2 separate regions of the Mus musculus genome follow, and region 1 is linked to region 2. Evidence: chromatin contacts called from public HiChIP or PLAC-seq data. All regions are on one chromosome and are shown on one strand. Each heading gives the region's core, a stretch centred on a gene start, on an enhancer-like site or on the middle of the called end of the contact. The rest is flanking DNA. Distances are from core to core; before and after follow the strand shown. Region 1 has its middle 6.2 kb from the start of Gm22740. Region 2 has its middle 18 kb from the start of Asphd2.

Region 1 (7,123 bases), core at 2,018-4,517, 640 kb after region 2:
GCACACACACACACACACACACACACACACACACACACACACTCTTCCTGGCTCCCAGCATCCCTGTACTTTGCACCACAGGCCCACAGTGAAAAGCTTAAGCAGCTTAGGTGGAAGCCTACAAAACCTGGAGCCCAAAACAAACCTTTCTTCTCTATAACCTTTTTGCCTTCAGTGTTTTGTTATAGTGGCAGAAAGTTGTTTATAAAATGTCCTATTCCTGCAAGCCCCTGCCGTTTCCTGCCACGCTCTCTGCATGACAAGAGTTAGCAAGTTCAGGTTACAGCCGAGGACACACCTCATCTCTAGAAAGGAACATCAGAGCATGCAGGAAGTCTCTAAAACAGAGCAGACACTATGGTGGAATGTGGCTCAGCTCTAAGACTTTCACTTCTGGGATTGTCTCCATTCTACACAGCACAGGGGATGGAGGCATCTACCCTTCCACACTAAATGTAGTCCTGTGACCTTCTCAGGCCAAAAGGAGGCAGAAGTGACCATTTGCCAGTCCTGAGCCTAATCCAAAAGAGAGTTGGCATATTTCTGCTCATCCACCATCAGCGGGAGAAAAATATGTCCAGGATAGCCCATTTGCTCTCTGAGAAGATCCAAGACATGGAGTAGATACCTAGCAGAGGCCAGCCTGGCCCTGCCCACTCCCAGGAGATACAGGAACACAAGCATGAATTATCCTGTGGTACTGGAGTATAGATAATACAGCATTGCTGTAGTTACTCTTCAGGGACCCAATATACAATCTCAGCAAACAACCCTGCCTGAATTAATGTCCACCACGCTCCACAGCTGTGTACTCCTGGAAAATTGCTACATGTCTGTGGGCCTCTGTGGCCTCATCTGTAAACTTGTAACAACCATGTCAGCTCCCTTAATGGGTGTTACATAGTGTTTAAAACCACACCTAGAGCAGGCTGAGTGAACCTGTACATGCTTGTAAGTCCTGCCCTTGGGAAACTGAAGCAGGAGGATTGTGGCCTGGCCATATAATAAGACTTGTCTAAGTGGTGGTGATGGGGGGGGGGGGGATGATGGAAAGTGGGGGATGAGAAGAAGGAAAGGAGAGAGAGAGAGAGGAAGAAGGAGAAAGGGGGAAGATTTGAGTCTCTGGCTCACGGTGCCTGCTGTAGCTCCTAGTTTGTGTCCTGGCAGGCCCTAAAGATCTCCACATTCCATATTCACTGACAACTCACCTGTCTCGATCTGAACCCAGAGCCCCACTCAAACACAGCCTGTGAGCAACCCTCCACGGCAGGCCCTGTCTCTGCTCCTAGTGTCTCTGCTCCAGTCCTCTATCTCCCTGGGCTACACAGTGGCTGGTTACATAACTCTCCAACAGCCACACTGGGCTCAGTGTTGGTTCTCCAGTCATGGCTCGGTGACTTTAGAAAATGACTAGACATCTCTGTGCACTTTTTCCTTAGTTGTAAGTGGGGATCCAAAAGGCTCAGCGCATCAAATGATCCTATTAACATGCCACCACCGCCACCACCACCGCCACCACCACTACCCAACAGTGCCAGGTAAAGGTGTAAAAACACTGCCTTCAGCAGATGTCATGCCACTGCCAGGTTTGTCCCTTCATGTCATGTCTCAGGCTGGTTCTAGGATGCTGGAAGATATAAGGAGGCTGCCAGGCTCTTTGGACACAATATTGCTGGCCAGGCTCATGGACAGATACAGTGTTTCCATAGAAGTTCACTACACACACACACACTCTGCACAGTCATCTCAGAGGACTTATAGTGCAACCCTAGCTGGATGCTGTGGTCCTTCTTATCTACCTGATCCAGTGAACAACTTCAGGGTAAACCTGTCCAAAATGTTTGTATTCACTATCTTTCTGTTGCTGTGGTAAGATACCATGACCATGGCACTTAGAGACAAAAAGTTTCTCTGGACTTATGATTGCAGAGGGATGAGACCATCTTAGCAGGGAAACATGGCAGCAAACAGCAGAGCAGGCAGCCAAGAACTCACATGCTTAACTCCAACCAGAAAACAAGGAGAGGCAACGAGAAGTAGAGCAAGGTCTTTTAAACTCTTAAAGCCAATCCACAGTGACATACTTCCCCCCAAAGCCCACCCCCTCCCAATGACGTACCCCCCCCACCAAAGCCCACCTCCCAATGAAGCTCTTCTTCCAAAGCCCAGGCCCCAGTGATTTACCTCCTCCAACGCCTAAGTCCCCTTACCCAGTGATGTACTTCACTATCAAGGCCAGGCCACCCAAAGCTCGAGGAACAGTGCTAACTGGGAACCAGCTCTTCAAATGGCCAGGATTGGGGGCGGAGTGGGGGTGCATTTCATTCAAGCCACCTCAATGTTCAGTATGGATGTGACACTTTCCAGGTGGTTTTGACCCAACTGTAGCTGATTAAGAGGGTATGGGGTCTTAGATACAGGACGCCCCATGGGCTCTGATGATATCTGTGCTCCACTGGAGCTGAGAAACTGGGCTTCTCCCTCAGGAGAGGTGTCCTGGCTCCAAATGTCATCATATGTGCTTGACTCTTTTACAACAACACATTTCTTAAATAAAGACTCGAGATCATAGGGATGATCTTCCATAGCTTAGCCATCTATGGTTCCATCAATAGGGGCCACAGAGCCACCAGGCTGAGGCTCAGAGGCTCCTGGGCTGAAGTGAATATAGTTCAAAGACTATGCAGACCCTACCCAGATGCTCTTCTCCCCAGGTGGTCCCCATTCCAGGTGGTTCCCCACCCCAGGTACTCCCTATTCCCAGATGCTCCCACCATAGGTACTTCCTTCCACCCAAAAGTGCTCCCCATTTTAAAGTTCCTACTTGGAGTGCTCCCCACTGTAAAGTTCCCTACCTGGAGTGCTCCCCGATGAGATGGCCTCACCTCAAGTACTCCCTACCTTAGGTGCTCCCCAACCCTATGTGATCCCTGGACCCTGGGATATTGAGGTACCCGCTTGCTTTGTCATCCCCAGAACCCGTACCCCCAAGGACACTGTCCCCTTTTGTGTATTTTGAAATGTGCTTCTCTACTCCCAGCACAGTCTGTAGCAGTAAACAGCATTGGGGTGGGAATTCCTCAAAAGAATTGCAAACCACAGACTCAGTCAGGTGCTCCAACTCCCTCAGTGGGTCAGGTGATGGGGTCCAGGGGGTTGTTTCCTCTCCCTCCTTCCCCATCTTTTATTCCAAGCTTGTTTTGATCCTGTGGTTGCTAAGATACCAGCACTTGGTGGCAGTTTCTGAGAGGCCATGTGGTCCAGTTTGTATGTGCTCCACTCCCTGCAAAAACACAGTAGGGGGCCAAGCTTGGGGTTCAGGCCAGGGCACAGTGGGGACTATGGAATGAGACTGGCAGGTCCCTGAGTGCTGTGATGCTGAGCCCACCAGCAGAGTCTACCCAGTCAGAGTCTACAAGTCTCCCAGCCCTTCTGAGCCTGTCTCCTTCCTCCAAGACACCCACAACACATGCCCAAGGAGTGCAATCTCAAAGAAAGCTGTGTGGATTGGAACATCATATAGTTTCCCATACATCACATCTGAGCCTGGTTTTGTGTGACAGTTACACACACACACACACACACACACACACACATTTCTCTGAACCAGCAAAACTGGTTACAACAGAACACAGTATCTGTGGGAACTCTGTAAACAAAATATCTCAAGCAGAAAGCAGAATAATACACTCTGACTCATCAGCGCATGTAAAAGAGAGGACCACAGAGCATCCTCACATAGGAAGCTCTCTCACCTCCCACACAAGCCCTCAGAGGTCTCACCCTGCACCCTAGTGTCCCAGACACAGGGTGAAGTCTGTTCACATTTCTCACACAGTGGAGGCCAGCCTCGACATCCCATAGCATCCACATGCACTGTCCTCAAGGCCGTGGCACCAGGGGACACCTCACTCTGAATTTGTCCAGAGCTCACCAGTGCATTCCCTGGAAAAGGTGGACGTCTCCGTCCCCCTGGCACCTTCCCAGAGCTGTGTGTGTGTGTGTGTGTGTGTGTGTGTGTGTGTGTGTGTGTGTGTTGCTTTTCTTCTCTGTTGTTTTCTAACAACTTCCTGTATAAATCAAGGCTGAACTCCAGTTCTTTTCATTAAAAACAACCGATGCTGTGGAAACAGTTGAGAGGCCAAATGGGCTGTCCGTGCTACTTCACAGATGCTCCCTGGCTGACAAAGATGCCTGCTCTTCCTCCACAGCCCAGTTCCCACAGTACCCGGTCCATGGCCAAAAGTCTGTGGAGAGAGTCCAAATGAGTAGATGAAAACACAGAAGTAAGTTAGGGGTTAGATGCAGGTGTGGAAGCACATGTGTGTGTGAACAGCCACTTGAGGATGGTGTGTGTGTGTGTGTGTGTGTGTGTGTGTGTGTATACAGCCACATATGAATGGTGTGTGCACATGAATAGCCATATGTAAATGGATGTACATGTGAGCAGCTACATGTGGATGGTGTGTGTGTGTGTTTGTGAGTGTGTATATGTGTGTGAGGAGCCACATGTACATGGTGTGTGCATGTGAGCAGCCATATGTGGATGGTGTGTGTGTGTGTGTGTGTGTGCATGTGTGTGTGCAGCCACATGTGGATGGTGTGTGTGTGTGTGTGTGTATGTGTGTGTGCATGTGTGTGTGCAGCCACATGTGGATGGTGTGTGTGTGTGTGTGTGTGTGTGTGTGCATGTGTGTGTGCAGCCACGTGTGGATGGGTGTGTGCATGTGAACAACCATATGTGGATGTGTGTGTGTGTGTGTGTGTGTGTGTGTGTATGTGTGTGTGTGTGTGTGTATGAGCACCCATGTACCCATGTGTGGACGGGTATGTGTGTGAACAGCCATGTGTGAATGGTGTGTGAAAGAGCTCTACAGAGTTCCTTCTCTTTTTCTCTTTTTACTCTCTCCTTTTGTTTACTCTTTGGGGACTAAACAAACTGGGAACTGGGTCTGGCATCTGCCTTCACTGAGACTTCACTTCAGTAAGGAGAAGGACACGGTCCAAGGAATTAGCCAAAAAGCTACAAAACCACCTGTGTAGGTTTAGAAAGATGGCCCAATGGTTAAGGGCACCAGCTGCTCCTGTAGAGGACCTGGTGTCTGGTCCCAGTACCCACATGGTAGCTTACAACTATCTATAACTCCAGGTCCGGGGAGCGGGGGACGGGGACTGATGCTCTCTTCTGGTCTCTGGGGGCATCAGGCATGCAAAGGCTCACAAGCATACATGAAGAACAAGAATACACATAAAATAATGAAATAATGAGACAGCGTTTTTTTAAAAACCTGGGACCATTGTGCCAGGCCACCGACATCTCTACAAGAAACCTCCAAAAGCTCTGATCCTCACTCTCCATCCCCTCCACCCAATGTCCAGCCAGAGAGGCTGAGATGCAACGTGGGGCAGAGGCTGCAAAGAACCCACGGGCAGCTGGGGAAATGAGCAATCTTCCATCTCTCACTCTGTGGCTCCTGTGTCAGGTGTGAGGCATCCACCGTTGTGTGGAAGCAAATAAGCCAGGTGCTGATGGCTTCTCCAGTGCCTGATGGGAGCCTGCGGGAGTGGCAAAGGCCGCTGCTAAGTGGAACAGACTTCAAATAAAAGCCATTGGCTCCTGGTGGATCTGTCTTTCACACCATGAGCGCATGTGCAAGTGAGACGGTGGGAAGGTAGAGAAACCGAGAGGAGACACAGCGGTCCTAGGACCCCATCCAGCCAAGGTGGAGTGAGTTCCCTGGGGTACAAGTGAAGGCACACCCCACTGTGAGCCCCCAATGATTCCTTCCTACCAAGAATATCTGCACTTGAAATCTGGGGGTAAGGAGGTAAGGAGGGGACGCCTTCACACGTTTGCTCGGCTATGAGCTGTCACATACCTGCTCTGTCTCAGGGGCTGTGTGACACACTGGGGACCCTGGGGTGAGCTAACCAGGGTTCTGTCCAGGTGAAGCTCAAAGTCCAATAGGGAAGCCTGCTATGGGCCAACACAGTTGCGGGGGGAGGGGCTGATGAGCTGATGGTGGGGGTCTGGTGAGGGTAGATGAATCAGGGTCGATGTGGGCAGATAGAAAGCCCCTATCTGGAGCTGGAGGAAGGAAAGACAGAGGGGCGGGGAAGATGGCTGAGCGAGGGATGCCAGAACGTCTGACTTCCAAGAGAAACATTTTTGAAGGATGTTAACATGTCACTAGCCAACCCAAGAGCTAAGAATGTCACCAAATATCACCTGAGGCCTGCAGCAGAGCTACCCTGATCTATGTTCTGAAGGAGAACTGGAGGAAAAAGGCTGTCTGTGTACTGGCTGGTTTTGTGTCAACTAGACACAAGCTAGAGTCATCAGAGAGGAGGAAGCATCAGTTGAGAAAACGCCTCCATGGGATCAGACTGTAGGCAAACGTGGGATATTTTCGATGGGGGAGGGCCCAGCCCATTGTGGGCAGAGCCATCTTTGAGCTAGCTGGTGGTTCTGGGTTCTCTAAGAAAGCAGGCTAAGCAAGCCACAGGGAGCAAGCCAATAAGCAGCATCCCTCCATGGCCTCTGCATCAGCTCCTGCGTCCAGGTTCCTGCCCTGCTTGAGTTCCTGTCTTGGCTTCCTTCAGTGATGAACAGCAATGGGGAAGTGTAAGCCAAATAAACCCTTTCCTCCCTAAGTTCGAGGTGTTTATCATAGCAATAGAAAGTCTACCAAGGCTAGGTGGCTGATCAGAAATGTAGCAACATGGGCAGGTTGAAATGTTGCCAAGTCCAGGGCCAAATGATCTTGGGGTATCTTTGGCCCTTTGATATATATTGACTTTTTCCGTGCCTGATCCAGCTGCTTTTGCAACCATTAGGTACTTCCTTTGTAATGTATGAACACACCCCTAGTGTCCACCAACCAACAGGCTGAGAAAGCTATCGGACAGCACCTGGGATGTAGCTGTGATGTCTCTGCGTTACTGTAACCCTCTTACCTGATGCCACCTCTAGTGTTTTAAAAGTGCCTTGATTTGTGACTTTCTTTTGTTCCGTGACTACAAAATTTCATGGAACACTTGCCATGTGGGAATGTGGTATTTAGGATGGCGCCAGTGTGTTCCCAGCCACACAACAAATCCTTTTACACAATGTTTTCATATT
Region 2 (7,140 bases), core at 1,648-4,147:
GCTGTGGCTCATATGGCCAGTGCAAAGGTCTTGGGGGTCATACTGGGGACTTCCTGGATTATCACACTGAGGTCAAAACAGTCACACGAGGAGCCTTCTCGAAGCTGCTCAGGGTGAAGTATGAGCAGAAGAGTTACCCGCACCATGGCTGTCCCTTGTCACTATGCCCAGGTCTCCCAAAACATGACACAATGCCCAATTTGCTCATGTGCTAAGATACTGCCATCTTTAGTTCACCAGTGTTAATTAGCTAATGTGTCTATGCGTGGATCTACTCAGCCGTGCTGGCTGTGCCGCTATTAACACATTTAACTCAGTGACCAGTCAGCAGCCATAGCTGGGCCCTAAGCAAATGGCTTGGAATGGGGGACCATAGCAGAGCAGCCCTGACAGCAGCTGGTCAGAAGCATGTCTCCCATCCTCCACTTCCCAGAAGACTCAGTGTAGGAAGGAGGAATTTTCCTATTATTTCGTAATCGTCTCCTTAGATTCTCTTGCTTTCTTTTTCTCCCCCACGACCATCAGCTGTCCCTACAGGCACTTGTTTAGCTGGTGTCCGAGAAGTGTGTGCTCACAGTCAGCGTTTCAATGGCTCGGAGGAGTGGGCTTGGCAGGGAGGGTGACACACTTGCCTCTGCATGCTGACAAGACAGATGGCCCAGATGCACCAGACTTGCAGACAAGCTTGAGGCTCTAGGCCCATCTCTGATAACAAAGCATTGGTGAGAGAGTCAAGCTGGGACCCGAGCTTGCCTGGAGCATCTTGCAGGGCAGGGACAGTGCAGAGGGTGAAGCATGGTAGATGATTGGTGTTGCCATGGCAATAGGATGGTTGATGGTGGTGGTACTGATGTGAACATACAGTGAACATAGAATAAACATACAGTGAACATAGACTGAACATACAGTGAACATAGACTGAACATACAGGGAACAAAGACTGAACATACAGGGAACATAGACTGAACATACAGGGAACATAGACTGAACATACAGGGAACAAAGACTGAACATACAGGGAACATAGACTGAACATACAGTGAATACAGTTGTTGGAAGAGGCTATGATTTGAACTCATGCTGAAGTCTGGTCCCTGTCATTAGGCTCTGAATGATACAAGAAATCCAACTAAGCATTCGGGGTGTGGTCTCAGGTGATTAGGACAGGCCAGGGTCATGAGGGTGAGCCTGTATGACTGATTTCTGGTGGCTTTAGAGGAAGAAGGAGAGAGACCAGACACACACGAACTTGCTGCTGTCTCTTGCCACACGATATTCTGTGACATCTTGGGATGGAGGCAGCATGAAGGCCATTAGTAGATCAGGATCTCAACCTCTGTGCCTCCAGGACTGTGTCCTAAATAAAAACAGAGTACTTGAAACCATCTCACTCTGTAGCCTAGGCTAGGCTGGAACCCTGTAACCCAGGCTGGCCCCAGCCCTTATAAAGAAGCACGCCGTGAGCCTGTTGTCATGGCAGTGGATGGAGACAGTGAGAGAGTGAATGAAGGGCTGAAGAAGGGACAGAGTTATTCTCAGTTTTCTCTCTTGGGCAGCTGGAGGGACGGATGTGATGGCACACATTTGAAACAGGGAAGCAGTGTGCCATTGTGTGTGCACCTATGAGCATGTAGAGGTCAGAAAACAACTTTGGTGTCTTTCCTCAGATGCCTTCCATCTCTCTCTCTCTCTCTCTCTCTCTCTCTCTCTCTCTCTCTCTCTCGAGACAGGGTTTCTCTGTATAGCTCTGGCTGTCCTGGAACTCACTTTGTAGACCAGGCTGGCCTCGAACTCAGAAATCCGCCTACCTCTGCCTCCGAGTGCTGGGATTAAAGGCGTGTGCCTGTTTCTTGAAACAGTGTATCCTATGGGCAGACTGGCGGAGATCTTCAGCCATCCTCCTATCTTCCACCCCAGTGCTAGGATTTCAAATGGATGCCACCAAGCCTGCCTTTTTGCTGGGGACTGAAGTCAGGTCCTCATGCATCCGTCCATAGCATCCATGCACGGTACACATGCATGGCCCACAAAGGTATCCAAGCCCAAGAAAAGCAACCAGCTGCCAAGCTTGGACTTCATAAAAGGAAAAAGAAAAGATGGAAAAATTCACTTTGTCTAGCTACTTTGTTTTGAGTCAGGGTCTCACGTAGTCTGAGCTAACCTCATGTCCGGATCCACCTACCTCTGCCCCACAAGCAAGGCCTTACAGTCTGTGCTGCCATGCCTAGCTTTGGTCTGTATCTTTGCTCTAAGAACTTTTTAAAGATGACTTGTCTTTAGCTGTCTTTTTAAAATCCCTTCCTGTGCTGCGCCAGCCCGGCATCTGTTTGTAGAAACCCTTGCCTTTCATTTTGCATTCCCGTCTCAGATAGCGGATTTTGAGAACAGAAATATAATCATCTCTGTGCGAACAGCCCTCTCTCAGCCTGGGGAGGAGAGAGATCAGCAGCAGAGGACTCTGTGTTGGCGTCCTGACCGCAGGCATCATTGTGACCTGTGCTGCCTTGTCACAACATGAGCCTTATAAACAGCAGACAGGACCCTAACTCCAGAAGCCTGTGCATCCCAGATACACCCTCTCTGCGTCTCCCGGGAGGGAGCTTCTTTTGAAAAGGAAGCAATCCAGTTAGGATGTTGGAATCTAGAAAGTATACCAGGGTCAGACAGGATGTTGGGCGCTGGAAATGCTCTCGAGTTTTTTTAAGGGCTTCCTAATGTGCCCCCACCCTCACCCCCCTACCCTTCAGCCCCTGTCCCCAGTGCAAACCTGAGCTACTGTTTCTTTTTCCAAATGAGGGCTTAGAAATGTGCTGCAGGGGTAGTTTGGGGCATCTCAATTTGCAATTCCCAGTAGCTCTCCCAGCCCGAGTGCTTTTTTTGGTTTCCATGGAAACCAGCAGTGTTTTGAAGAGGCGGTGGCAGGTTCGGCGCATAGGGTGCCACCCGGGAATGCCTGTCAGTCTGTTGGTTAAAGTAGACGGTGAGAGGACTGTGCTTTGGGGTTTCCTCTGACCATGTCAGTTTGACCTTCTCGAGGAAGAGAAGCAGAGTGGGATGAGCTCCACCCCCACTCCAGCCTCTGGGGCCTGGGAGCCGTCATTAAGTCACTGTTGCAAATGTCTTCGCCTTTGAAGCCACCAGTGGAGCAGGTGTGGTGACTGACACCTGTGTTGTTCCCGTGATTGTCGAGCTGGCTAGGTGGGGCGACTTCATAACTGGCTGGCATTGCCTGGCTCGGAAAATTTATTTCTGGTGGGACATATTCTTAGCAGCCCCAGGTATTGGTTCTCAGCAAATTTCAGGCAGGACTGATTGCTCTAGGAGTTTGTGGGTTTCGCATATTTGCATGTGTGGGGGAGGACAATGCCCGTCTTTTCTCAGCTCTGGAATTCTGCGGGGGAACCTCCTGGTCAATCCACAGCCATGTGATCTCCCTTTAAATGTCCAAGAATGTGGGGGCCATGACTGCTGCAGCCGCACAGGACGATCTCTGCCTCTATCTAATTCCCAGAGGCCATTGGGAAGACCACATCTCGGCATTCCTCCCTCAGAGCTCCCCCACCCAATCCCTGCCACTTTTTTTCCTTAGTAAAACTACATTTGCTCTTCTTGCCCTGATTCTTCTTGGGTGAGAGACAAGGGCAGGCTAAGTCATCGGCTTGAGGTGTTTCTGGGGGCTGTTGATTACCCCCAGGTAAACCTACTGAGAGAGCTAAGACTCCATCACCCTCAAAGAACCCACATCAGCTACAGAGACAGGGCACGGCGGCACTCCCTACTTCTTTCTAGTTACATGAGAGTGAGCAAAAGGCACGGTGAGGGAAGGGCAGACATCAAAGGGCACGCAGCAGTGTATCACAGATATGGCAGGAAAAGATGTCGGATCTGGGCACTAAGAAAGGGTACTTCCTGCCTTCCGGACTGGTCCTGCATTGAAAACTCATTGCAGTCACCACATGGCTTTTTTTTTTTTCATACTTACTACACAGTTCAGGTTGGCCCAGACTTGCGATCCCCCAGCCTCAGCTTCCCAGGAGCTGGTATTGCAGGCTTGTACCACCCAACTTGGCCAGAATGTGACATTTAGAATGCCTATCTATTTCACACATAATAAAGCATAGGAAAAAACACCTGGACTCACACACAGGGCTGACGGCCCTGTTGGAGTAGGTGTGGCCTTGTTGAAGAAGGCGTGGTCTTGTTGGAGTGGGTGTGGCCTTGTTGGAGTAGGTGTGTCACTGTGGGCGTGGGCTTTAAGACTTTCATCCTAGCTGCCTGGAAATCAGTCTTCTAGCAGCCTTCAGATGAAGATGTAGAACTCTCAGCTCCTCCTGCACAGTGCCTGCCTGGATGCTGTCATGTTCCTGCCTTGATGATAATGGACTGAACTTCTGAACCTGTACACCAGCCCCAATTAAATGTCATCCTTATAAGAGTTGCCTTGGTCATGGTATCTGTTCACAGCAGTAAAACCTTAACTGAGACAATAGGCTTGATCCTCTTAAGAGGTGTTCATATGCACCAGAAAGGTGTCCATAGGTTGCAGAGCAGTGAGTGGATCTCAAGAAGGCCATAGGGCCTGCTGCAGGACTAGTGAGTCAGCTGGCTCAGTGAGCAAAGATGCCTGCTGCCAAGTCCTAGGACTGGAGTTCAGTTCTGGAACCTGTCAAGTGTGAGGCAAGAACAAACTGTTGCAAATTGTCCTATGACCTTCTCTCTCTCTCTCTCTCTCTCTCTCTCTCTCTCACACACACACACACACATAGAGACACAGACATGGATACACAGACACACACACACATAGACACAGATACACAGAGATACACACAGACAAACAGACATAGACACACATACAGCTACAGACACAGACACACAGAGATATACATACAGATAGACACACTGACACACACACAGACACACACCCTGACATACACAAACACACACACACACTGACTAAATAAATGTGTAACTATAATTACAAACCCACCCCTAACGTCACAGCCAGCTAAAGTTGAAGTTCATATTAAACTTTGTTATTAAAAAGTTGTAAATACAGGAGGACGGGAAGGCAGCGACCAGAATGTAAGGCGAACAAATAAATAAATTAATGGAAAAAAGTTGCAAATAAAAGCAACCACACACTGATATTAACTAGATGTAAAGACCATGCAATTCCATAAAGCCCTATCCTGTTAGAATTTGCATTTGGGGCAGACACTGGAGATTTTATGCTCTCACTATAGAACGAGAATATAGAACAACTATAGAAAAAGTCACCACAAAAATGAAAAACTCACAATGCATATAGAACTAGAAAAACAATCATCCCCGCATCTCCTCTCATGAGTCTTGTTCGTTGCCTGTGTTCAGCCTGTTCTCCCCTTCCCCCTCCCCAAATATTCAGCCTTTCTTTCTTTGGGGGAAGGGGGGTTTCAAGACAGTGTTTCTCCATGTAGTCCTGGCTGGCCTGGAACTCACTCTACCTGTTATTGAGCAGGCTGGCCTCAAACTCAGAGATCTGCCTGCCTCTGCCTCCCAAGTGCTGGGGTCCCAGGTGTGTGCCACCACCACTGTCCAGCTGTGTTTTGTCTTCATGGTATACTGTACCTACGTGTACATTGGTTTGCATAGATACATATGTTATTTCTAGATTCCACAGGTGAGTGGTTTATCTCTTTCTGCTATTATGTGACCTCACTTAACAATAAATATTCTAAGCCAAACCATTTTTTTTCCTGCAGATTTTGAGATTTCATTTTTTTAGAGCTGACTACTATTCCAGTCTGTGCCTATACACCAAAATTTCATTATCCATCCACTTGGTGACAACTTGGTTGATTCTACTTCTTTGTTTTAGTGAGCAGCAATAAATATGGCATTCAAATATCTCTGCGAAGGGTATAGAGTTCTCTGGGTATACATACACCCAGGAGTGGTAGCTGGGTCATGTCATAATTCTATTTTTATTTTTTTATTAACCCCGAGTGAATTCCAAAATGTCTTTATTAATTCACATTCCCACCCACAGTGAATAGGGTTCCTTTCTCTCTGATTCCTTTCTGACATTCGTTATAGTTTTTTTTTTTTTTTTTTTTTTTTTTTTTTTGGTGATAGACATGCCAGTGAGCTGAGGCATGTGGTCTCACAATGGTTTTAATTTCCAATAGTAACATTGTTTTCAGTATTAGTAGGATTCAAATTCCGTTTTCCCCCATTCGCTCAGGTTGAGACATGATGCATATCGCTGACTACACAGTATCCAGGGACTTCAGAACCATGGCTGGGCAGCGCAGAGTTAAAGGCACACATGCCTTTTGATTTATGTGCTTTTTGCTTATTAAAAAAAAAAAAACACTGTGTATCTTGTGGTTTTTGGTTGTTTTCTTTTGCGGGGGGGGGGGGTGTTCAGACAGGCTGATGAGAGGGGCAGCGCCCTGGGTCTGAGAGTTGCCCAAGTTTGGGAAGAGCAGAGCCTGGAAGAAATCTTAGGGACTACGTGACTAGGGCAGAAGCAGACAGAGGATTTGAAAGGGGTTTCCCTGTAGTGGGCCTGGCGCTTTGCTTCCCACTCATCCCCCTTGCAAAATCTCAGTAGAAGTCAGATTTTCCCATGGACTGAGTATAGTCACTCCCTCTAGACTGAGCTACACCCCTCCCCTTTTTTTGAGACAGGTCTAGAAGTTAAGTGCTTTAAACATCTTTGTAGTACTAGAAGTGAGTCTCTGAGTAAAACATTTCAGGAGCCAGGAGATCATGGTAATCATGCAAATCTTTATCTATCATCTGTATCTGTGCCTGTAGCTGTATCTTTATTTCTGTCTTTGTCTGTCTCTCTCTGTCTTTCTGTGTCTCTGTCTCTCTCTGCTGTCCTCTCTCTCTCCCTCTCTCTCTCCCTCCCTCTCTCTCTCTATATATATATGTGTGTGTGTGTGTGTGTGTGTGTGTGTGTGTATTTTTTTTTCATTCATTCATTCTATAATCTGGGCATGCTTCATGAGCAAGGGAGAGATAGCAATGACCTTGGTTTCTCTTTCTCTGCCAAGAGTGAAAGGCAGCCTGCATTTCTCCAGACAGAATTCTGCTCATTGGATAGAGCCCATTTCATCAGATGTCATTATCCAGAGAAAACAGCCAGCTCCC

What was found. HiChIP or PLAC-seq counts read pairs in DNA pulled down with a chosen protein or histone mark.
Region 1: a contact with region 2 is called in an H3K4me3 HiChIP or PLAC-seq map of forebrain, with 7 times the contacts expected there. The contact joins two enhancer-like sites. A contact is called at or near these places in 2 of 39 promoter capture datasets (cranial neural crest and second pharyngeal arch cranial neural crest), 2 of 15 datasets of contacts at CTCF or cohesin (embryonic stem cells and large pre-B cells), 5 of 484 Hi-C or Micro-C datasets (3T3-L1-derived adipocytes, the CH12 cell line, adipose-derived mesenchymal stem cells and 2 more) and 6 of 115 datasets of contacts at active chromatin or transcription factors (embryonic basal ganglia, embryonic forebrain, embryonic midbrain and 3 more).

Annotation. Positions count from the first base shown.
Region 1 is chr5:113,046,799-113,053,921 of GRCm38.p6, forward strand. No RefSeq gene overlaps it. Among named protein-coding and RNA genes, the nearest start is that of Gm22740, 6.2 kb to the left of the region's middle. Within about 2 kb of position 3,268, at least 20 of the 459 cell types and tissues checked have an H3K27ac peak or open chromatin away from gene starts, as enhancers often do. A contact at or near this core is called in forebrain, where this site is marked.
Region 2 is chr5:112,408,779-112,415,918 of GRCm38.p6, forward strand. No RefSeq gene overlaps it. Among named protein-coding and RNA genes, the nearest start is that of Asphd2, 18 kb to the left of the region's middle. Within about 2 kb of position 2,898, at least 62 of the 459 cell types and tissues checked have an H3K27ac peak or open chromatin away from gene starts, as enhancers often do. A contact at or near this core is called in forebrain, where this site is marked.